4 separate regions of the Mus musculus genome follow, and regions 1, 2 and 4 are each linked to region 3. The links are chromatin contacts, called in public promoter capture Hi-C maps. All regions are on one chromosome and are shown on one strand. Each heading gives the region's core, a stretch centred on a gene start, on an enhancer-like site or on the middle of the called end of the contact. The rest is flanking DNA. Distances are from core to core; before and after follow the strand shown.

Region 1 (3,207 bases), core at 301-2,800, 1.2 Mb after region 3:
TCTCCCTTCCTAGCCGTCTATGGTGAGGATAAAAAGGCCTAGGCTACACAGCTAATCATGCCAGGCTCTACAAAGTCTGTACACAGTTGTCTGCTCAGCTGACCGTGGGCATCAGAGGCACTAACCGCCTCATGAGTCAAGGGAGCACACCCTGAAAGCACAAGCCCAGGAGGCTCAGACAGCAAACGGATTATCTGTGGCTGTCTCAGCTGAACCCACTGGAGAGTACAAGTGCCCGCTTTAGCAGTCTGGGTTCCACCAGCAGGCATAAAAGGTGTGAGAAAAGAATCACTTCTCAGTATGTACACCATTATCTCTGGTCAACCACCTCAATGTTCAAACGTCTCTGAATCGCACGGAAACATCTCATTTTTATACATACTATTTCCTTTTTGTAATATGTGTCTTCCACATAAGTGCCTCGAGGACTTTTCCTGGTATTCAATCTCCTGTCTATAGTATCCAAACTAGCCCTAACAGTCTCCTCTCAAACCAGCCCTCTATCTCCCTCACCGTTATTTCCCCATTCCCATCAAAGTACCCTGACCATCCTTTTACAATAACATTATATTACAATGCTGGTGGCCTTCTGTCCTGGGAACTCTCATCTGGGAAGAGTAGCCCCAAGGAGGATACTGGGAGCCTAAGTAAAACTCGAATGAATTGGGAACATATGGGCTTGCTGACGTTTGGAACCTAATCTAACCTCATCAGAGCCTGTCTGTGATCTGCCTTCAATCCAGGAGAAACATGCTTTTGGGGTTGTCCACCTTTTGCCAGAAAATCGTTTTCAGAGCAACACCTGGCCTGGGAGTATACACTTTTGGGGGGAAGCCAAGTTGCAGGGTGGGCACAGAGGCTCTTCAGCAGATCACTTAATTCTAGGCCTAGAACTCGCTAAACCGACACTGCACCAGGCCTCTGAACCCTGGCGAGGAGGGATACGGGGCCAGTTCTCAAAGCACTGAAATTTGGAGGCAAGGAAACCAGATGGATTGAGTGGATTCCGAGGAGAGCGCCATACCTTCAGCCAAAACACTTAAGAACAAGGCAGAATGGTCTGGCATAGGATGGGGAGGGGTAACACCCAGGGGTCTGCGCCATTCTCTGGATATACCCAGGGATCATCCATGACTCCAATTCCTGTCCTCCGCAATCAAACCGGAGGATCCCGAGTCTGGCTAATGGAGCCTATGGCACCCGAAAACGGTTCAGATCCACGCCATACGTCCACCACTTCGCTAAGAGCCTACACACCCCATCCCGGCTCACCTCCGGCGGGCCGGTCCAGTTTGAGTATGTCCCGCAGATGCTGCGTGGCGTCCTCAATGTCGATGCTCGCGCAGGAGGCCATGGGCCCAGCCACGAGAGTCCTGCTCGCCCGACGTTAGTTCCTCTACCTCCGCAGTGTCCAATTTCGCCCAGCCACGACCCCGCTAGAGAGGAGACAGAGCACTACACAAAACCTAGCCGCAGTTCGCAAACCGCCGCCCGGACTGCGTCCGTGAGCCCTGCCAACCCCACCAACCGCCTCCACTTCCGGTCCCACTGACCTTCGCTCCCGGAACCTACAACTACCGCAGAAGAAAGGTTCCGAGCTCAAGGAGCCCCAGTTCCTATCAGAGGCAGCCTCCGTAGGCTGCTTGCTCCTGGCTAGCCCAGTAGTGGCTAAACTTCACAAGACTGAGAAAGAGTAAATGTACTCAGCATTGGACTGCCTAAAACCCTACCATCTCTGGAGATCTAACCCAGGTCCTAGGCCATTCTGATGAACTGGATAATGGTACAACAAAGCCAACTTTACCACTCAGGTAGTAACTTTTCAGACCTTAAATAAGGTGAACTGGTAAGGGTCTGTTCCCCCGCTTAGGAGTAAGCAAGACCAAGACATCTTCGAGGTCATTAGCCCCAGGAGATGCAAGGGCAAGGGAGATAGTTTCTACCCCCAAAACTGTCATTGTTACCAACTGTCCCCAGTAACCCCTTGTCCCACACGGTAACTTCACGTTAGGAATAAAGAGACCATAGTTTACAAACACCTCTTTATTGCAGACATTTCAGGCACAGGTACATGGAAGAAGCTGTATTGCAGATTTTATACAGGGTGGATTAAGAGGCAGCTGGCATCTACCTCTCTCCCACCCCTACTTCCCCCAATACACAGCAGCTAGAGATCAATCCCACTGGAACCTTCTGTGTAGCGTCCAGGACTATGCTGGTCTAACCAGGCAACCTGTGGAGTATGTGGAAATCTTTACTCTCCCCTCACAATGCAGGAGAGCAGGGAGAAGGGCATGTTCAGGTGTGCCTAGCCAATCCTAAACCCCAAATCCTGGGCTTGGTTCTAGCTTGCAGTTGCTATTTTAGTAGCTTTATACTATCCAGAGGTCTCAAGGATGAAAAGCTATATCGGTACTGAGCAAGACCTGTGCCCAGACTAAGAAACAGGGCAGAAACTGCCATACTAGTTAAGATTTCCTGGGATTTGAAGAGTGTATGGGGTATGTGGAAAGTAGGAAGATGGTGTGTAAATGCCCTGCACAGGTCTTGAGGGGAGAGTTAGAGCACTCCTTCACACTGCTTCCTTCCAGTGTGGAATTTATACTCCACCTAATGGCGCCTGGCTCTGATATCCCAAGCAGGCAGCACAGCATCTCTCGCTTTGCTTGGGGAATGTGGGCATCTGCATGTCACTTATTTTGGGTATAGAGCAGGCCCCTACATTTAGGACTTCAACCCAGAGGGTATAAATATGGGAAGCCATATTTGCTAAGGCCTTTCTAGCTGCTACAGAATATCTACCCTGCTACTAGACCCAAATCTACAGAGCAGAGGCCACAGGTGGTATCAGACAGAGCTGACTGAAGAGCCTTCAGTCCAAGAGAAGCTTCAGGCCAGGCCTGCGTTCCAAAACCCTGGGGCTGGAGAGAACTCTGCCCCGGCCCGCAGACATGCGAGCTTAGCCACTTGAGTGAATCTGCTCCTTGCAGTAGGTTCTGTTGAGGTGAGGCAGATGGGGGTGGGGAAAGTGAGACAATGGGCTGGAACTGTTGATGCCCAGCCAACTACTTAACTAATTAAAACAATTTAAACTGTTAAGAAAATTTTTGTGGTTTTATTGTATCATGAGGCATTGAAACATCTGAACAAATCAATATCTGGGCGGTTGGTGAGGCAGCTGCTTTCTCCTTCACTTCTTTGGGTTAC
Region 2 (3,391 bases), core at 464-2,963, 1.7 Mb after region 3:
CACACCCCTGGGACGTGCAGTGGGGAACTCTGAAGCCGGGAGGCTACACCACCAGAGCCGTCGAACTAACGAAGAACAAACGCACCGCAGCCTCGAGGATGGGTACAGCGAGGCTGCCCAGATTCCAAGGGCGCCACCTTCTGGTGGCTCGAAGGGCCGCAAGGCCGCTGTGGACGCGGCGCTCTCTAGGGGCTGGAGGACCGAATCACAGGTTCTTCCGGAAGGCGCCGCTCTGCAAGGCCGAGGGTGCGGAGGAGAGCTGGGACCACGCCTACTGCCCCCTGCCTAGAGCATCCGCGCCCGCCGGCCGCTGGGTTCCTACTCTCAGTGCCTCGGAGACTTGGCGAGCCCTCCCTTGACTTCTCATTCTGCCGACCCCGGCAACATTCATTCCACTGTGCTCACTGTGCTCAGAGCTGGAACTGTCTGAAAGGGTGAGTGAGCCGTGGCTCTGCCGATGGAAAGAAGGCTCTTGCACGAAGCAAAGGACGCCCTTGTGGGAGGAGGGCAAGGCTCCTTTACCATTCCCGTGATGGGACATGGGAATACTTGCCCAGCTTCCATGTACAAGATGAGGACCACTCAAGCCCTCGTGGTCCTCAGAGCTGTCCCACCACCCACCACCACACACTCACACACACACACATGTGAGTCCATGATTAGGGGCCGTCTCCAGAGAGACTCCCTATGCCCTGGTAGCTGCGTGTGGATAATCTTCACGGATAGTGGGAGGGACCACCACTCCTCTGTAGCCTGAATCTCCCCTTCAGGTTCTCAGGCCCACCCACCACGGAACAGGTTGGATGGGCTGTGAGGTGTAACTCAGTAGCAGAGCCCTTGCCTGACTTGTGTGAGCCCCCAGGTTTAATTAATAAAACAAACAACAAAAAGACAGAGAAATAAATTAGAGATAAACGGTGACATCCCATGACTTGTTAAACCCGGAAGGTGAAGAGGGTAGGTAGCTATGTCTCTGGGTGGGAATTGACCCAGGCCTGCCAACATACATAAGGCTCAAACCCTCATTCCCTGAGTTCTTTTTCCCTATCCACAGAAAAGGGTGGCTAAGAAAGCTGGTGCCCTGGGGCCAGAGACCAGCTGAGATCTGGTTCCATCACTCACCTCTTGTGGGCTGTTCCAGGGACCCTTTTCTCTTTGCACCTCATCTTCCTCTCCTGTAAGACAAGAAAAGCATTCTTTTCTCCTGGGGTTGCCCGATGGACCAGGGAAATCCTGATGGATGGATCAGATATCTGTGTTCATGCCCTGCCTTCCCACTTCACCCTTCGTTAGGGAATCTTGAACTGATGAAAGACACTGGGATAGCTGGGAGACCCCTACTCGTTCTTAACTCTAAAGTCTGGGGTCCTTTTGGAGGAAGTGGGCCTGGCCTAACACTCTTGAATTTGTGGAAAGATCATAAGAAAAAGGTTATCTGTGCAACCAGACAAAGGCATGTAGCCCCCACACCATGGCCTTGGTCCCTGGGAGGAGAGGACACTGGACATAATGCCTTCCCTGGCTCTAAGTCAGGCGATTCCTTCATGAATCTAGTTATCAGCTGCAGCCATGGTAGAAACAACAGGCGTCCCCACCCATCTCTGACTCTAAGGCAGATTCTGAAGAGCAAGGGGCAAGGCTGGCCTTGGAGTTGTCCTTCTCCAGCCCCAGCTCCTAGGCATGTCTTCCATCTCTCCTTCCTCTAGCTTCAGTGAGCATCAGGTCCAGTCTTGGCTTCTGTCCTTGGTTCTTGTCCCAGGCCACCCCCACTGAGTCATTGCCCCTCCCTCCCTCTCTCCTTCCCTCCCTCCTGCTTCTGAGGCTCACCTCCACCCACTAGCCAGGCCCCCAGGAGCTGTAAGAAGATGGACTTCCCGGGAGGAACATAACCCTTCCCAGGGATGAAGCAAATAAGAGGCATCAGGTCTCAGGCCCTAACTGACCCAGGCCCTCTGAACACAGCAGGCGGTTGGGGGAGCGCAGGCACGCGTGCTGAGACAGAGGCAGAACTAGGCTGTGGTTTTCTCACTCCACACAGAATGTGCCCTGTAAGCAGGCAGACTGAATATTGTCCACTTTGATATTTCGAGCTCTGTATGTCAGGCCTGGCACAGAATAAATATTTAGGGGTATCTAAGACTAGTCACACCGCCCCTCCCGTCCTGAACTCTTCCCACGTGGGTGACGTGGAAACCAAGGTTAGAGAAAATGACTGACAGACAGACTCAGACAGAAGAGGCAGAGAGCTGTGAGGCACACGTATCTGGGATGGGAAAGGCATGGAACAGCAACAGGGACAGACACTGGCCCAGTGCGGGACAGTGGGGGGCTAGGCCTGGAGCCAACCTGGGGTGGCTGACCACAGCGGGCTTCCAGAGCTGAGCTTGCAAGTCTGAACAGTGACTCACGAAGGCCATCTCTGGTTCTGCTGGTTGCTGAATCTACTCAGAGAAGTCTTTTCCACTGAGATTGTAGAATGTGGACAGCCCCCCCCCCCACTCCGCCCTCCCCCCTCCCCAGCCCTCCCTACCTCTCTTTTCTTGACAACATCCATCCATAAGGAAAGAAAAGGGAAGAAAAGAAAAGAAAAGGCGACTCCTTAGCTTTGGAGATCTGGGGATACATTCCCTTAAGTCTGTGTATGACTTAAGTCCCTTAAGCCAGGACCACTGTAATCAGCAAAGCAACTGATTTCTCAAACCTCCCAGACCCCTCTCATCTTTGACCCAAATAAACCCAGGCTCCTGGGAGTGGCATTCAAGGCCACCAGGGGCATCACAGCCTTTTCTCTTAGGTCCCAGACTGCATGGGGAAACAGAGCTGACTAAAACCCTGTTGTCTCAGACCACCTTCTTTGACGTAGAACGGCCCTCATTGTGACCAAAGAGTGCATGCCTCTAATCTAGGGCTTGAGATGAAAGGGCTGGACGATACACAAGTTCAAGGCTAGCCAGGTCTAAAAAAAAGGGGAAAAAAAAAGTTCCAGACAAGACAGAGCTTCATAACAAGATCCTGTTGTTTTTTTAAGATGGAGGGAAGCTAGGGAGATAGCTTTGTGGATAGCATAAGGCCCTGTGTTTGATTCTCAGAACACTTTTTTTTTTTTAAGCTAAACATGCTGGCACACTTGTAATCCTAGCACTGGGGAGGCAGAGGCAGGCAGATCCTGGGCTAGCCAGCCCAGCCTAAATAGCAAGCTCTAGGCCTATGACATCTGGATCCCCCCTCTCCATTCATTCCAGGTAAGATAACCACCCTGTCATTTTTGTCCAATCAAGTGGCCAAACTTTTTTTTTTTTTTTTTGGTTTTTCGAGACAGGGTTCCTCTGTATAGCTCTGGCTATCCTGGAACTCACTTTGTAGACCAGGCTGGCCTTGAACTCAGAAATCT
Region 3 (3,284 bases), core at 607-3,106:
ACTAAACAAACAGTACCACCAACTAAGCAGTACCACCAACTAAGCAGTACCACCAACTAAGCAGTACCACCAACTAAACAGTACCACCAACTAAACAGTACCACCAACTAAACAAACAGTACCACCAACTAAACAGTACCACCAACTAAACAGTACCACCAACTAAGCAGTACCACCAACTAAACAAACAGTACCACCAACTAAGCAGTACCACCAACTAAGCAGTACCACCAACTAAACAGTACCACCAACTAAACAGTACCACCAACTAAGCAGTACCACCAACTAAACAAACAGTACCACCAACTAAGCAGTACCACCAACTAAGCAGTACCACCAACTAAACAGTACCACCAACTAAACAAACAGTACCACCAACTAAACAGTACCACCAACTAAGCAGTACCACCAACTAAGCAGTACCACCAACTAAACAGTACCACCAACTAAACAAACAGTACCACCAACTAAACAGTACCACCAACTAAGCAAACAGTACCACCAACTGGAGACCAAGCATCAAGTACCTGAGACTGCCAGCAGCATTTATTACCCAGACCGTCATAGACTTCCTGAAATAAAAATGTTAGCCTCTTGGGCTAATGCTGACCCGGCTTGGGTCTACACTGTGAAATCCTATTTTACCTGCTACACACTCACACACAGTTACAGGAGTTAGAGTTTGTAAACCAACAACTTGAGAAACCGTCTTAGAACGTGAGGACTCCAGCTTCGCCAACTATTCCCATGGGACCAGGAATATATAATGGTTTTATAGAGGATTTTGGATAGTTTTTCCCTCTCTGTGGGTGCCAAAGAAGTCACGAGTAGAAGAAGAGATGGAAGGTCTCAGGGTTTGGAGAAACTCCAGAGCTTTCCAATCAGGCAGGAGAGAGTCAGAGGAGGGGTGGACCACCTTGTTCACCCTTAGCTTGGGTTTCTACCGCTGTGATAAACACCATGACCAAAAGCTCCTTGGGGAGGAAAGGGTTTAATTTGGCTTCGGCTTCCACATCACAGCTCATCAATGAAGGAAGCCAGGACACGAACTCAATGCAGGACGTGGACCTGCAGGAAGGAGCTGATGCAGAGGATGTGGAGCACTGCTGCTGTTTATGAGCCCTTTCTCCAGTTCTTGCTCTGTCTTCTTATAGAGACCAGGACCAGCAGCCTGTGAGTGGCCCCACCCACAGCGCAGTGGGTGGACCAGCAGCCTGTGAGTGGCCCCACCCACAGCGCAGTGGGCCCTCCCCCATCAATCACTAACCCCATCAATTCCCTACGGGCTTGCCTGGAGCCTGATTTTATGGAGGCGTTTTCTCAAATGAGGCTCCCTCATCTCAGATGAGTATAGCTTGTATCAAGTTGACATAAAAGCAGCCGGCACTACTTCTTCGTACACTAAAATGTTTATGTAGCTGGGTGTGGTGGGCAATGTCTTTGATCTCAGCACCCAGAGGCAGGCAGATTTCTGAGTTCAAGACCAGCCTGGAGAGAGGCTCAGTGGTTAAGAGCACTGGCTGCTCTTCTGGAGGTCCTGGGTGCTGGGAATTGAACCCACATGGCGCCTCACAACCCTCTATAACTGTAGTCCCATGGGGTTCGATGCCCTCTTCTGGCATGCAGGTGTACACATAGACAAAGCACCAGTATACATGAAAGAAATATTTAAAGAACAGTGTGGTTACATAGGAGACCCTGCACTGCACCAACGGAGGGGGGGGGGGGCATTGTGGTGCATGGCACCTGTATTACAGAAGATCTACAATGGCTCTGAAACTGGTCCTAAGTGTGGCGTGTGGGGTTAATGATTAGCTGGCTGCTTGGCTGACTTCCTTTCCACGGGATTGTGAGCAGCTCACCTGCAGAAGAACCCACAGAAGGCAGCATGTTCCCTTTGCTCCTCGTGGCTGAGCTGGTAGTTCTGAGCCTCGTGACTTCTGTTAAGAGCCAGGAGACAGATCCCCTACACGGCTCCAAGGACCAGCCACTCTTCCGTGGAGCTGATCGGAATGACTTTGCCATCGTGGTCTCTCCAGGAGCCATCGAATGTTTCTGGCAATTTGCTGACCAGATGGGATACCTCTACTTCAGCTACGAGGTGCGTGGAGGCCTCTGGCCATACCTTTTATAAAGTGAGCCAGGCTTTTGATGAAGCCAAGGTCTGGTTCTCTATGAGGCTGTGGCTGCCACTTGTGAATCAAGTGGACCTTCAGTTAGAGAGCAACTCTGGGTGAGACTTGGATGAACAGCCAGCAACGGGAGCTAAAGCATATGGCTTGGTCTAGAACTGGAAGCTACAGAAGTGTGTTCCAATCCAATGGACAAGAGAGGCAACCTTTAGCTTTCCTCGGATATGAGGAAAGACAACACGTGCTAAAATAGTCACATAATTGTGGGGCACACACCTTTAATCCCAGAACTCAGGAAGCAGAGGCAGGGGGATCTCTAAATTCAAGGTCAGCTTGGTCTACAGAGTGAGTTCCAGGACAGTCAGGGCTACACAGAGAAACTTGTCAATAAAGAAGAAACGAGCCTGGCAGTGGTGGCACACACCTTTAGTCCCAGCCCTTGGGAGGCAGAGGCAGGCAGATTTCTGAGTTCGAGGCCAGTCTGGTCTACAAAGTGAGTTCCAGGACAGCCAGGGCTATACAGAAAAACCCTGTCTTGAAAGAAAAAAAAAAAAAAAAGAAAAAAAAAACAGAAAAAAAGAAAAAGAAAGAAGAAACAAGAGAGAGACAGAAAAGGGTCCCATAATAGATTTTAAGTGAAATCACTTGAGTTCATGGGGTGAGATAAGGTCAGACCTCCTGCATGTGCTAATCCTAACAACCTGTAGAATAACCGGCTCAAAGCTTTGTCTATGCACCCAGACAATTCTGTTCCTCTTTGGAAGGTGCCTATCCCTTGGGCAAGTACACCCAAAGGGGCTTAGGCCACCAAGGACCTTAATATTAAAGTTAGAGGTAACTTTGGTTTTTTTGTTGGTTTTTTGTTTTTAGGTTGTGGGGGCTCTTGGGGAGACAGGATCTCATGTAGCCCAGGCACTGGCCTCAAACAAGATACAGCATCAGTCCTTGCTGGTTTGTTTTGTTTGTTTGTTTGTTTGTTCTTTCTGTAGACCAGGCTGGTCTCAAACTCAGAAATCCTCCTGCCTCTGCCTCCCAAGGGCTGGAATTATGGGATTAAAGGCGTGCGCTACCACTGCCTGGCACCTTGCTGGTTTTTGAGTGATGTAGTAAGGATCTCTCTCTCTCTCTCTCTCTCTCTCTCTCTCTCTCTTT
Region 4 (3,393 bases), core at 300-2,799, 1.4 Mb after region 3:
GGTAGTAGGTCCACATCTATAACTGAAGACACCTGGCGGAAATCTTGGGGCAAGCTGATTAACAAGGGTGGCCTGGTGCGCAGAGGTGCCACTGGTCGTAGCAGGAGCCCTTTCTTGCGCCTTTGTAGAGAGTTGGAGGCAAAAGCCAGGCCACTCGAGTCACCTTCTGCTGCAGGAGAGGGGGGGGGACTAAGATTAGAGACTTCTCCCAATTGGGCCTGTGATAGGGACAATGTCAACTGTTTTCCTGCTACTTGGAGGTCAGACCAAGGGCAGAGGCTACAGAACATAAAGCCTGGGGGCCCTGGGTATGATCTACCCTGATATACCTGTCCTATCACCCTAACCCAAGAAAGCTGCCCACTGTACCCCATCCTCACCCCGTTTCTGAACCAAGAGGCGCAGAGGTGGGGGCCCGCTGGCCAGGGCCCGGTGCAAACTGTCATCGTTGGTGAGGGGCAGCAAGTCACCGTGAGCATCCGTATAGCCAAGCAGGACGTCCAGGCCAGGGATCTGGTGTACCACACACAGCAATCGCGAGAACTCCTGAAAGCCTCTCACCGAAGTGCGGGGTAGTGCAAAGCGTCGGAACTCGGCGTCAAACTGGAGGCGGGAGGGAAAGGGAACGGAGTGTCAGGACATCCCAAGCCCCTTTCTCACCACAGCACTGAGGCTGTCAGGAGAGGGAAAGGTTGCTGGAACAGCTGCAGCCTTAGGCTTAAACCTCAGCTCCAGTACAAGGGACACTGTCCAAGGTCTTTCCCTTGCTCTCCACATACCCAGGCCACAGAGGGACTCTGGAAGTCCGTAGTGGGAGGGAGGATGCGATGAGGGGAGGCAGACAGAAAAGCAGAATAGGACGGAGGATGGAGGACAGAAAGAGGTGATGGAGAGCCAAGGAACTAATAAGGGAGAGAAAGGGAATTAGGAGCCCTAGCGCAGTGGCTAGAGCCGAGACCAGAGAAGCCCTTACTTTGCTCTTCACCTCGACGATGCTATCGGGACTGCGCGCCGGAGTCCTCTGCGGCCTGGCCATTGCAGGGCCTGGCGGGCGGGGGACAGTGCCCCACAGCAGCCCGCCGAGGCGCAGGTGCACAGCCCGGCCCGCTGGCCCGAGCCGCCCCGCCCCTGGCGGTAGCACTCGCCCCGCCCTCCCACCCAAACCATGACGTCAAGGGGGACGCGACACCGAGAAACGTGGAGTCTACGTTTCCTAGGAAACGGAGACGGAGGCAGAGAGGGCTTTCTCTGTTCTTACGTCATTACGCTATGGTTCGAGCGTCCCAAAAAGGACTCGACCAATCCGAAGGCAGAATGAGGGAACAAACATTTATTAAGTTGTCCGTGCTGTCATTTTCATTTTGTAAAGGAAACTACGGCAACATTTTAGGAAAATTCTGGAGGTCTTACACAGAGCCAAAGTGGCTTCAGGCCCCATTCTCTGCTGCAGCCTCCTAACCTGGATCGCTCTCATCCAATCTAGTCCTTGCCTTTTCCTTTCCGGCTCTAGAGTTGTACTGAGGAACAGCTCACGGGCTCAGAGAGATGCCCCGGTAAGAATAAACTGTCATCAGCCAGCAGCTAGGTCAGTCAGCAGGACCCGGGAAGAGCTTGCGCAGGCGCAGAACCGCGAGGGGGGCGGAGTCTCAAACTTAGGATCCGCCTGGCGGTCACGTGCTTCCTCTCCCGCTAGAGGCGGAGCGGCGGTGCTCGCGGGAAGACCCTTTCCTGGGGGTCGCCCAGGGTGCCGCCCTGCTAATGTCCGATTCAGGGTTGCTGGCCCTACAGCCCTGGATTCGAGAGCTGATCCTAGGTTCAGAAACACTGTCAAGTCCACGAACCGGGCAGCTGCTCAAGGTAAGCAGGTCGCTCAGATCCCAGAGACCCGGGTAGAGAAGGCGGGAGTGAATTGACACTAGCCACTACTGTTGTGTTAGGTACTCCAGGACTCGGAGACTCCCGGCCCTTCTTCCGCCCCTGACACACCTGACACCGGGGCCGTGTTACTTGTGTCAGACGGAACCCACAGTGTCCGATGCGTGGTGACGCGCAACGCCATCGACACCTCCGACTGGTAAGAGAAGTGCTACTTGTCAGCGGAAGGTGGGAGGCCAGCTGGCTAGTGGGGCATTGAACCTGAAGTGGGCGGGTACTGGAGAAGTGGGGAAAGCTCATTCCCCAGGCGTATGGGGGTTTGTGCCTGTGCTCTGGACAATGAGGGCTGTGCTCGCCGCAGGGAGGAGAAGGAGCTCGGATTCCGCGGGACCGAGGGCCGGCTCCTGCTACTGCAGGCCTGCGGGCTCCGCGTTCAGGTGGCTCAGGACCATGCGGTGAGTGGTAAGGCTCACTTGGGCGGGTTGGTTACTGTACCTAGCTCTTTGTCACCACTCCTGAGACACCACTCCCCAACTCCTCCAGCCTGCGGAGTTCTACCTCCAGGTGGATCGCTTTAACCTGCTGCCCACGGAGCAGCCCCGGATACAGGTGACTGGTTGGTAAGTGGTCCCTTTAAGGGAAGGGGATGTAGCTCAGTGGCAGACTACAGGCTTCGCATGGCTGAAGTCCTGAGGGCTTCAGTCTAAATCTCTCCATATTCCTCTCCCCAAAACAAAACAGTTAAATGAAGCTTCCACCTTTTGTCTCTTCACGCGCACTTGGCATAGATCTTCAGGTGAGAGGGATGGGCATCAATAACCCTGATCACCTACCACCCTCCTCTTTCTCCCAGCAATCAGGATTCAGATGTGCAGAGAAAACTCAATGAGTGTCTTGAGTAAGTTTGGGGTTGGGCCCTGAGGCTGTGCGCGGTATGGTCACGGGTGGCAGAGCTGGGTAGATTGGCATCAGAGCTGTCCCTGAGAAGTCTTCACTGTTTCTCTAGGGACCACCTCTCAGAGTCTGCTTCTTCCAGTGCAGGTACTGGTAGGGGTTTCCCCGGTAACCCTACCTAACTCCCTCTGTGGTTCCTCAGTAAGTCACTGAAATCTCTCACTTACCCTTCCTTCTTGTTGCAACTTCAATCCTTCGGCTAAAATGCTGGCCCCAGGCCTAACCCTGTCCCAGCTTCTGGATGAGGTGAGGGAGGACCAGGATCATCGGGGAGCCCTAGTGTGTCTAGCTAAGAGCTGCCTGGTGCTGAAAGGTCCTTGTACAACCACCCCCCTCACCGACTGGATCACCTCTGGCTCCCAGGCCTTGGTCAGTGCTGGGCTTTTTCTGGGAGGTTTCAGAGGGAGGGTTAGGCAACTGCCATGCTGAGCTCTCTCCCTCTCTCGTGTCCCGCAGGGAAAAGCTGTGTTCACTGTGTCTGGCTCATTGCTGCACATCCCTGAGGGTGAGGAGCAGATTTTGAGTTCTACAGGCTCCAGTCAGAAGGCTCGGGGTAAGAACTGA

What was found. Promoter capture Hi-C pulls out the DNA fragments that hold promoters and counts their contacts.
Region 1: a contact with region 3 is called in a promoter capture Hi-C map of liver, with 5 times the contacts expected there. The contact joins the promoter of Edc4 here to the promoter of Tmed6 in region 3. A contact is called at or near these places in 2 of 39 promoter capture datasets (the C10 cell line and liver) and 1 of 9 other capture datasets (adipose tissue).
Region 2: a contact with region 3 is called in a promoter capture Hi-C map of liver, with 2.4 times the contacts expected there. The contact joins the promoter of Plekhg4 here to the promoter of Tmed6 in region 3. A contact is called at or near these places in 2 of 39 promoter capture datasets (both in liver) and 2 of 9 other capture datasets (adipose tissue and liver).
Region 4: a contact with region 3 is called in a promoter capture Hi-C map of liver, with 2.5 times the contacts expected there. The contact joins the promoter of Acd here to the promoter of Tmed6 in region 3. A contact is called at or near these places in 4 of 39 promoter capture datasets (hippocampal neurons, liver and pre-B cells) and 1 of 484 Hi-C or Micro-C datasets (B cells).

Annotation. Positions count from the first base shown.
Region 1 is chr8:105,879,224-105,882,430 of GRCm38.p6, reverse strand. It overlaps Edc4 (enhancer of mRNA decapping 4), which reads right to left and starts at 1,550. Exons shown (of 29, transcript NM_001301100.1): 1 at 1,273-1,550. The coding sequence starts at 1,354. Nutf2 (nuclear transport factor 2) reads right to left here. Exons shown (of 5, transcript NM_026532.4): 5 at 2,029-3,207.
Region 2 is chr8:105,371,594-105,374,984 of GRCm38.p6, reverse strand. It overlaps Plekhg4 (pleckstrin homology domain containing, family G (with RhoGef domain) member 4), which reads right to left and starts at 1,713. Exons shown (of 23, transcript NM_001364406.1): 1 at 1,123-1,713; 2 at 86-232. The coding sequence starts at 1,166.
Region 3 is chr8:107,064,216-107,067,499 of GRCm38.p6, reverse strand. It overlaps Tmed6 (transmembrane p24 trafficking protein 6), which reads left to right and starts at 1,856. Exons shown (of 4, transcript NM_025458.2): 1 at 1,856-2,101. The coding sequence starts at 1,889.
Region 4 is chr8:105,699,384-105,702,776 of GRCm38.p6, reverse strand. It overlaps Acd (adrenocortical dysplasia), which reads left to right and starts at 1,549. Exons shown (of 11, transcript NM_001012638.2): 1 at 1,549-1,857; 2 at 1,938-2,074; 3 at 2,237-2,330; 4 at 2,419-2,495; 5 at 2,729-2,773; 6 at 2,882-2,916; 7 at 3,047-3,198; 8 at 3,286-3,382. The coding sequence starts at 1,759. Pard6a (par-6 family cell polarity regulator alpha) reads right to left here and starts at 1,130. Exons shown (of 3, transcript NM_019695.3): 1 at 974-1,130; 2 at 381-603; 3 at 1-169. The coding sequence starts at 1,036.